Regions from separate parts of the Pan troglodytes genome. Here region 2 is linked to region 1. The links are chromatin contacts, called in public HiChIP or PLAC-seq maps. All regions are on one chromosome and are shown on one strand. The core of a region is the stretch at or near the end of the contact, and the rest is flanking DNA. Distances in the headings are between cores, read along the strand shown.

Region 1 (5,161 bases), core at 772-3,271:
GGTAGATCACTTGAGCCCAGGAGTTCGAGACCAGCCTGGCAACAAGGCAAAACCCCATTTCTACTAAAAATACCAAAAAAAAAAATGCCGGGCAGGGTAGTGTGCACCTGTAGTCTCAGCTACTCGGGAGGCTGAGGTGGGAGAATCACCTAAGCCCAGAAAGTCAAGGCTGCAGTGAGCCATGATCACATCAGTGCACTCCAGCCTGGGCAACAGAGCAAGACCTTGTCAAAAAAATATATATATTCCTATAACCTTTCTATTAATGAGCACTGATTTCATCATAGTACCCCAGTACTCTGCTTGTGAAGTTGCCACTCATTGCTTAAAACTGAAAACTAAGGATTTTACATTTATTCATGTACAGCTTAGTCCAACCCTGTTGAACTCTCTAAACAGTTCTACCATTCAGCAAGAGGTGGATTACTATGAAGCCAACGAAGTGTCAAGGCCCTTCACTTACACAGTCCTTTCCAAGGCCCAATACTAATGTTGCACTGATAATCTTGAGTTATTTTTTTAACAGAACACCAAAATTTGTATAAGCCCAACAAAAACGAGGATTTGCCCTTGCATCTGGCATATTGTGTACCTGCCTCAACTTCCTATTAGCAATAAATCTACTAAGTTTCTCACCTCAATCCTTTTTTAAAGTTATTGATATAAAGTTAACAGAATTTGCCTACTTGGGACTTTTAATCCCTTTTCAGCCTTTGTTCAACCAATGAGAGTCTTACCTTAGTGAGAGGAAGTGTCTCAGGCAGAATAAGCCCCTCCTTCTCCAATAGACTCTTCTCCTCATCTGTCAGTACTAGCCTAGCAATCTCCTAGGGTAACAAGAAAGTGGACGGCAATTGCATGGGGATGTCAGAGAGGAATGGGGAATCCTGCCCCCACCTGGGGAATGTGAGAGTAATCTCCTGAAAATCAAGTCAAGTACCTGCTCTGCCAGCTCCTCCATATGCTGTGGAGTCATCTGGGTCCCCTCTTTTCTACAGCTCTCACTCTCTGCAAAAGGGAAAGTATGAATAGCCAGGCCCATGAACCCTGTCCTCCCCGCAAACTTATTTCAGACTCACCTAGATCCATAGAGACAGTTTCCCGTGGGAGGGAGTAGGTGTGGTCATGGTGGACAAGGCAGGGGTTGGAGGAGCTGAGAATGTTCAACGACGCTGGGGGACTCAGCAGGGAGCACAGCAAATCATCTACTTCCCAGTCGCTCGGTACCTGCGCAGGGTTCCGATGAACAGGCCTTGACCTTATCACCATCCCCTGACTTCATGGACATCCCACGCTTTCCCCAGTCAGAACCCCAACCTACCTCAGAAAGCGGCAGCTCCCAGTCCAGTGGGGCCCTCACGGCCTCATCGGGTGCCGTCCCCAAATCTCCACTTTCCTCTAGCAGGAAGGCCAGCAGGTCTTGGTCACCAGCATCCAATTCCAGCTCCATTTGGGACAACTACGGAAAGGGTGGGCCACCGGGCCCCAACGTCCGAAGCCCAGACACGAGCCCCAGGCCAGCTGTAGGCCTCGGGCACCTATCCACTGTCCCTCTACGGCCGGGATTCCCCGCCGGCGGCTTTCCATAGCCCTCTCCGGACCCGCCTCCCAGGCTCAATTCTCCTCAGCCTCCAACGCAGCGAAAGTGACGCACCCCACCCCGTGGCACTGTGGGACTTGGAGTTCCCTCCAACTGAGAAGAGGCTTGGGTGCAGCGCCACGTCCCAGGGGCTATGCAAATGTAGGGGACGGCCCTGCTGCCGCCTCGCACCCCGAGGGCGGGGGTTCCGGGGCTCCGGCTCCGCCTTCTACCCCAAGCTAGAAAAAGGAAGAGTTCTAGCCTGAAAGGGAACTCGGGCGTCGTCCTGGCGTCCTCTCCGGATTGCGCCGCACCCTCGCTTCCTGCCAGGGAGGGGCTGCCGGGCTTTGGCGGCTCCCGAGCATCGAGAACGGGGCCAGAGCAGCTTCCTGCCTGCCCCCCGCGACCATAGAGCGCGGGCCCAGGGCGCCGCCCGCGGGTGGGGGACGTTCCCAGGACGGAAGTGGCCGAGAGAGTGTCGAAGGGAGGGCGAGGCCGGAGCCCGAGGGCGACCCGAGAAGCGGCGGGGCGGCGGGCCGGCGGGCGGGGCGCAGAGCCAGGCAGCGCAGGTAGGCCAGACCGGGCCGGGCGGGGGCCTTAGGGTGGGGCCGCGGGGCCTGGCCCCGGGGCGGGCGGGCCCTGCCTCTCTTGCGTGTCCGGTTCGGGTCCTATTAGTTGGAGAGGTCAGCGTCCAGCACATCTCGGCTTGAGCTCGGCGTGAAGTAGGCCGTCTTGGGGAAGACAGGCCTTTCCTGGGAGCAGTCCTATGTCTGGGATAGGCTTGGGGGAGCGTGAGGAGTCGGGTGGCAGCGGGGCGCAGGGCGGGGACGGGCTTTGGTGTTAGCTGATAGCGGGCATGTGGGTAGGAAAGCTTTGGGTGAGTTGGGGATTAGGTGGAGTGCGTTTAGGAATCAAGGGTCGCTGTAGGAGTTAAAAGCTGGGGTTAAAACTTAAGAGTTAGTGTGAGTCAGGTCCGTTTTAGATAGGTAAGGTTTAGATTACGGTCATTATCTTGTTTGCTGGGATGGCCATCATACGTCATAATTTGAGTTCAGGGTCAGGTTAAGGGTCAACAACAGGAATCAGGTTAGAGCTTGTTTGAGGGATTAAAGAATGTTGGCATGGTCGGTGTTAAGGATAAACAGTGAAAGCGTGAGTTAGGAATCAAGTTATAAATGAACTAAAGTGGCTTAGGGGTCAACATTTAGGGTTAACATCAGGGGATTTGGTGCTAAAGGCAAAACTTAGATCAGTTTCAGGGATCAGGGATTGGATATGAGTCTGTGCTAGGAAAGGGATGAATGTCCAAGCCGGTACTGGGAATCAGGAAACAAATTAGAGATGGGGTTAATGTTAGGAATTTGGGGCAGCTTTAGGGGTTGTGGTTTGAGGCTAGCATAGTTGACCTTGAGCAGATAAAATTTAAGAGGTTGGCAGTAGGTAAATGCCCTTCTTTTGTAGGGAAGTCCTTTATTCCTATGTAGTTACAGGGGCTTCTTTTTACCCAGAGAGATAAACTAATTTGAGGCTAGCGTTCTGGCTTTAGCTAGAATTGCAGGCATCTGGGATTCCAGCTTCTTTATTCCATTCTCTAAGCCCAAGGCCCTTGCTGTGGCCACCACAGATAGGGGACAGAGATTCTGGACTGTGTTGTTTACAGACAACATAGGTGGGAAATAGGGACCCAGGATGTACAAGGCCTAGTCACAAGTTGGGGACTGCCTAGGGAAGAAGGAGCTAATGACTATGGGGGAAGCTAACCAAGGAATCACTGTTGCCATGGGAGAAGGGAATAACTGAATCCCCTGAAAGTTTAGCCCTGCTGTCTCCCACTTCACTTGTTCTCTTGGTATTAAGCCCTCCTCTCCAACTCTCATCCCTGACTCTGCATTTCACACCCATCCTGCCTATCCCCTTACAAAATACTTCCCTTGCCTTTAACTCTCCCATGCTCATCTTATCATCCGTTCCCATCCTTAGTTCTACCTCCCTCACCAACCTTTAATCCGCACATCCTACCTGAATTTACCCTCATCATAACCTGAGCTTTCCCATCATTTTAAATTACTCTCCTACCATTTTCACCCAGTCATGTACCTACATTCCACCTGGTCATCTGCTGAATACCCTACTCCCATCCCCTGCTGTGTGTCACCCCCTGGATCTAAGCCTCTTTTAATTTCTTGGACCATTTGTAGATCCCCTTCCCCCACTCCCCAACAGAAAAGAGGAAACGAGACCCAAAGAGGAAACTGGGTCTTGCTGATCCCACGCCCAGCCAGGCCACTGACCACACCCCCACTTCACTCCCAGCCTGACCCTGCCACTGACCACAGCACTATCCTCTACTCAGCCTGACCCAGCCACTGGCTATACCCCATCCCCCATCCCGGCTCCAGCTTTACTTAGACATTGCCAATGTCCCTTAACTTTCCCACCCCCACCCCAGTCTGATTTAGTGACTGACCACAGGCCCAGCTCTTCTCAACCTCCTATAGCCTGACCTGGCCTCTGACCTCACCCCATCATTCCCTGACTTAGCCACCATCCATGTAATCATTCCCCTTCCCCCAACCTGATGCAATGACTGGTCATATATGTATCTTATGTATATGTATTTTTCCAAACACCATCATCACCAGCATTCTTTTTCTACACCCTGTCTTCTCATCCTTTTTCTACACCCTGTCTTCCCCATTCCCAGCCTGATGCAGTCACTAACCCAACCCCATCTGCCCCTAGTGGCTACTAATCATATACTCATACCCTTTTTCCCCACAGCCTAACCACATCCCGTAACCACAGCCTCATCCCCACATTCTCTGCCCAACCTGATCCTTTCCCCTCTTCCCAATTCCTCACCTAAACTCAAGCTGCCCCAGCCGCCAAAGTGGCTGCTGATGATAGGAAGCTGTGGGACTCTAACCTGTCTACCTTAGTAGTTATTAGGTCCTGTCAATTCTACCTCCCCAAACTTCTTCTGAGTGACATCTTCCTCAATGCCATTCTAACTCCGGCTTCATTACCTTTAGTTTGTACTAATACAGTGTCCTTCTAACTAATCTCCAAGGTAACTGCCAGAGTTATTTTTCTAAAATCCAGTTCCGGTTATGTCTCTTCTCTGCTCAAAGACTCCCTTGGCCTCCTTTTGTCCTCCAATAAGTAAAATTCCTCATACCCCTCTCTAGTCTTCCTCTGCCTTTCCATCCTAACCCTGACTTCCCCACCACTGCTCCCTTGCAGGTACCCTGTGCTTCAACAGCCTGCCTGCTCACTTCCCTGAATGCTCCTCCACGATTTACTGCTTCTCCATCTTTGCTTATGCTATTTCTCTGCCTGGAGTGAAAACTACCCCTGACACATCTCCAGCTGGCTGGCGTAGTGGAGAAAGCTTGGGCTTTGCAGTCAGAAACCTGGGTTCGGATCCTGGCTTCACAACTTATTATTTGGAGAAGTATTTGAACAAGTATTTAACATCTTTGAGTCTGTTTTCTGATCTGTAAAAATGGAAATAATGACACCTACTGTAAGGATTAAATGAAATTATGTATACAATGCAAGTGACATAGAGTCAATAAATGG
Region 2 (4,771 bases), core at 601-3,100, 660 kb after region 1:
CTGGATCCGTCCCTCTGATCGTGACGCCTTCCTTGAAGAATTTCGGACATCTCTGCCAAAGTCTTGTGACCTGTAGCTGACACGTTTTGAAGAGCTTGAGCTGGGTCCCCAGTGGGCTGTCTCTCTGTGGGGAGGGCTTTCTGCTTCACCATCATTAGGAATGTGACCATTCCTATATAATTCCTGGACTGGTGAGGTTGGTGGTAGGCCTGTGAAATTTGCCCTAGTTACTACCATTCTGGTTTTGGAGGAAACAATCTCTGCCACCACCAAGTCATTGACTTTGCTCGAGGCACCTTTTTTCCTGTTTCTCCTTTTCTGTTGTCGAGTAAAATTTCATATTTATCTCGTCTGCCTACTACATATACTTGCGTGGGAAGGCTTGTGACCGTCTAGTTCAGTGCTAGTTGTCTATGATGCCCTTTCCTGACATCGTCTACCTTATGAACTTGAAGTCTGGGTATGAGGAAAGGGCTACAGGAATCCTTACTTTGGAGGCAGTGGCTTTAGTCCTTCACATTGCCTGAATGCAGAGCCCCAAAGCCCAGGACAGTGACAATGAGTGGAGTTGGGTCTGAAGGGTGGTCTAGATAGGCCTCTCAGGACAAGGGCAGGTACCTGTTACTTAGAGACAGGCAGATTTCTCTCAGAGTGACTCTTCACTCCCTAATTCCAAATTCTAGAAATTCGACTCGTCTTAGTCAAATGGGTCTGTGTGGGTACAGGGTGAAAGGTGAATTGAGTCAGCATATCACCAACAGCTGCCTGTTGACTACTAACAGGGACCCCTGTTATTTGGGACCCAAGGATTTTCAAGTCCCAGCATGTGCAGTTTTCTTGCTAATTTGGGTTCTACTGAATTGGCTGTGTGTTCTATGGTTGCCCTTTGACTTCTCTGGATTTGAGTGCCTTATTATAAGGTATTAATATTAATGACGGGAGGAAGAAAGGCACAAGCGTTGAGAAACTGCAAAGGCTGTGGGATTGGGGTTACCAGAGGGTGCAGTGACAATGGGGTAGGAGTGGGGTGCTAGTCAGAAAGTTCAGAGTAGGGGTGGTTGGAGGCAGCGTTGAGAAGGAGCAAGAAATGTCAGGGTGGTGATGGCGTCTTAGAAGATCTCCAGGTTTTGGGAGAAGAGGGGTGTATGGGTTACCACAATAGGACTAGACTAATACAAGGGTTCAGTCTACTGTGCCACGTTCTTCCAGGAGGATAAACTCCGGAGCCAATGAACTGGAGCCAAGTGGGAGAGTCCGCCTCTAAGGGATTAAAGGGTCTCCTTTCACTAGTCGATCTCGCCCTATTCCTTTCGTTGATTGGCTGAGAATTCCAATCCGTCGAGGAAGCGTAGCGTTGCGGCCAATTGACGTGGCGTTACTAGGCGTGTCGCATCACTGAGGCGGGAGCCAGGCCGCAAGCGAATTTCCTGACTGGCTGTGATCTGCGGGTTGCTGGGGAGAGGCGCGGAGAGGCGGGCGAGAGTCCGCAGGGCAGGCGCTGATTGGCTGAGGTGGGAGCAGCTTCCCTTCCGATGATTCGGCTCTTCTCGGCTCAGTCTCAGCGAAGCGTCTGCGACCGTCGTTTGAGTCGTCGCTGCCGCTGCCGCTGCCACTGCCACTGCCACTGCCACCTCGCGGATCAGGAGCCAGCGTTGTTCGCCCGACGCCTCGCTGCCGGTGGGAGGAAGCGAGAGGGAAGCCGCTTGCGGGTTTGGCGCCGCTGCTCGCCCACCGCCTGGGAGAGCCGAGCCCCGGCCCAGTCGGTCGCTTGCCACCGCTCGTAGCCGTTACCCGCGGGCCGCCACAGCCGCCGGCCGGGAGAGGCGCGCGCCATGGCTTCTGGAGCCGAGTGAGTGTGCGCGCGCCGTTCGCTTGCTGCGGCGGCGCGCACCGGGACCAGCCGCGCAGGGTAGGCCCGGCGGGGCCTGGCCGTGGGCGCGTCAGAGAGGTGGAGACCAGGAAAGAGGGAAGGGAAGCTAGGGGGCGAGTGAGGGGCCGTGGACCCGGCAGGCCCGGCTGGGGCCAGCTGCGCACCCGCGCGCCCCCTAGGCGGGGCTTGCGTTGGGTCCGGGTCGGAGCCTGGGCCGGATCGTGCTGTGTCATGCAGGCCCCGGCCCGCCCGATTGGCTCCCTTAGAACGGACGTCTGGGCCTGGCCAGGTCTTCCGGCCCACTCCGCCGGCGCGGCGCCCCGGGGCTTTGGGGTGCCAGTCTGCCGTCCGGCCTACCACCCGCCGAAAGCCTTTGGTCCCCGGAGAGAGCAGGCCCCGCGAGCCCGAGGCCCCAGCCGGGCCCGGTGGGCGTGGACTTTGCGCCATGTGAAGGCCTCAGGAGCTCTGCCACCGAGGCGGAGCCCGGGGTCGGGGAAGGCCCGCCAAGCTCAGGGAAGCTCACAGCCGCCTTTTTGGAGCCGGGTCGGCGGGGCCGGAGGTGGGCATCCTCTGTGTGTGACCTGAGTAGTGAAGTACTGTTAAGGAGAGGGCGAGCCCTACCTTTCGCTTCTGGTCTTCTTACTTTAGGCCTGTTGTTCATACTAGAAAGTTTGAGCCAGTTTTCCTTAATGTTATGACTCGTGGGTGGGGAGAAAGGAATTTTTCTTTAACATTTTAGGTTCTTGCTAAAGTTGGAATCTCAGTTCGTGTTTTGTGCGCCTTTCCAGATTTCCAGCTTTCGTGGTGTGCAGTTTAGAGTTGCACTAACTCTTCAAAAACACAAATGTGCGCGCACCCCTTTCCCCAACCAGCTATATTGCGAAATTATCCGGGCTCTGGGGCTTTCTGACCCCACCTCCATCCTTAGGAAAGCGTTAGATAAAACTTGGCTACCTCAGCCCATTCAATTTAGAATAGAGAGCTTTTAGAGGCTAAAAAAAAAAAACGCAGCCAGCCCAAGGAAACTCTATGCAAATTACCTTCCTTCCTTGAAGAGATTAGTTTTTTGAGGTGTGTTCCTTTTTCTCAAGTTTCTGAATTCGGATAAAGTATTACTCAGTTGCTTATTTAAAAGAGTCACTTATTCTGAAAGTATTCTTTTGGTTTATATGCAGTCAGCCTTTTATTTTCAAAAGTAAAAATCTAAAATTCTTGGAACCTGGCATCATCAGCTGTTTCTAACCTCTTTGTCACCTTGATGACTCTTAGCTGAAACCCTTCCAAGTCCTGTGGAATCCCCTGTGCAGTTCTGGAAAGGGATTGACTTATACAGAAGACAATGGAGGATGGCCCCAAAGAGTGTCCAGAACTGCTTTTGGCCCATGGTCAGGCCAAATTCACTCTTTTAGAGATTACCACATCTGATCTCAGTAGGTAGATGGAGAATTAGAGGCTTTACCTTAAGAAAAGGGCATACCACTCATCTCCAGAGCCAGAGTCTGGGATGATAGGCAGAATGGAGGTTTTCCTAGGATACAGCTTTGAGATTAATAAAATACAAACTATTGACCGGGCACAGTGGCTCAGGCCTGTAATCCCAGCATTTTGGGAGGCCGAGGCAGGCAGATCACTTGAGGTCAGGAGTTTGAGACCAGCCCGGGCAACATGGAGAAACCCCATCTCTATTAAAATGCAAAAAGTAGCCAGGCATGGTGGTGGTGCACACCTGTAGTCCCAGCCACTCTGGAGGCTGAGGCAGGAGAATCACTTGAACCCAGGGAGGCAGAGATTGCAGTGAGGGAGATCGCGCCACTGCACTCCAGCCTGGGCAACAGAGGGAGACTCCGTTTCAAAAAGTAAAAAACTATGGTGACTAGAGGCATCTGGCATTTTATTTTTCTCCAGTCCCAGTTCTATAAGTCAAGCAAGAAGATGGGCAGTCCCTGAAAGAGTATTTTGATGGGACAGGAGTGGGAGAGCTCGTGGGTTTACATTGCTCTCAACTGTCACATTGAGCATGCTTGGCCTCTAGTGTGTTGATAAGCATTGGAAGAGTCTGCCTACTCAGCAGCATTGTGCCTGGAGTGGCAGACTTTTGGAATGGGGGAAGCAAATTTGAGCAGAGGAAACTGTCGTTAGAAACTAGTTTAGAGGCAGTGGTTAAAAATGCAGCCTATGTGTGAGGGTTAGCAGAAGGCCTACCATTTTGTTAGATGAATGGGGTTTGTTTTTCTCTTGGGTGTATCAGGACCCAAAGATGTAAGAACCCCATGGCTTCCTAGCTGAGCACAGCATTTTTCTTTGTCTCTTGCAAATTGTGAGGATATTTCCAATGGGAATACTATTTTGTCTTGTTTTGTTGACTTCAGTATCCCCAGCCCTTAGAACAATGTCTGGTACATAATAGACACTCATGAATTTGTTGAATGAAGAAATTCGTTTTAAAAATTTATTTTCTTTGCTTCCTTCATTGTCTGGCCTTCCTACTTTGGTTAATGCTTATGTTTTCCTGAGCCTTACTAACACGAGGCCGCTCTTAAAAAAGAGAGAGCGCTGGGTGCTGTGGCTCACGCCTGTAATCCCAGTACTTTGGGAGGCCGAGGTGGGCAGATCACCTGAGGTCAGGAGTTTGAGACCAGCCTGCCCACCATGGTGAAACCCCATCTCTAGTAAAAATGCAAAATTAGCCAGGTGTGGTGGCACATGCCTGTAATCCCAGCTACTCGGGAGGCTGAGGCAGGAGAATCACTTGAACCCGGGAGGTGGAGGTTGCAGTTAGCTGAGATCGCAGCATCGCATTCCAGCCTGGCACCAAAAGCAAAACTCCATCTCAAAAAAAAAAGAGGGAGAGGGACCTCGCTGAGTCTAGTAAGTGACAGCTGGAAATGGGCTAGTAATAAG

The links. HiChIP or PLAC-seq counts read pairs in DNA pulled down with a chosen protein or histone mark.
Region 2: an H3K4me3 HiChIP or PLAC-seq map of stem cell-derived excitatory neurons shows a contact between it and region 1, with 2.4 times the contacts expected there. The contact joins the promoter of LOC101057501 here to the promoter of CREB3 in region 1. A contact is called at or near these places in 2 of 7 Hi-C or Micro-C datasets (both in induced pluripotent stem cells) and 1 of 1 datasets of contacts at active chromatin or transcription factors (stem cell-derived excitatory neurons).

Annotation. Positions count from the first base shown.
Region 1 is chr11:80,251,360-80,256,520 of NHGRI_mPanTro3-v2.0_pri, forward strand. It overlaps CREB3 (cAMP responsive element binding protein 3), which reads right to left and starts at 2,022. Exons shown (of 9, transcript XM_016960841.3): 1 at 1,322-2,022; 2 at 1,080-1,227; 3 at 941-1,008; 4 at 738-827. The coding sequence starts at 1,450. It overlaps TLN1 (talin 1), which reads left to right and starts at 2,020. Exons shown (of 57, transcript XM_016960832.4): 1 at 2,020-2,148.
Region 2 is chr11:80,912,337-80,917,107 of NHGRI_mPanTro3-v2.0_pri, forward strand. It overlaps LOC101057501, which reads right to left and starts at 1,851. Exons shown (of 4, transcript NM_001280468.1): 1 at 1-1,851. The coding sequence starts at 170. VCP (valosin containing protein) reads left to right here and starts at 1,569. Exons shown (of 17, transcript NM_001280481.1): 1 at 1,569-1,849. The coding sequence starts at 1,833. It overlaps FANCG (FA complementation group G), which reads left to right. Exons shown (of 15, transcript XM_009456544.5): 15 at 1-345. The coding sequence ends at 76.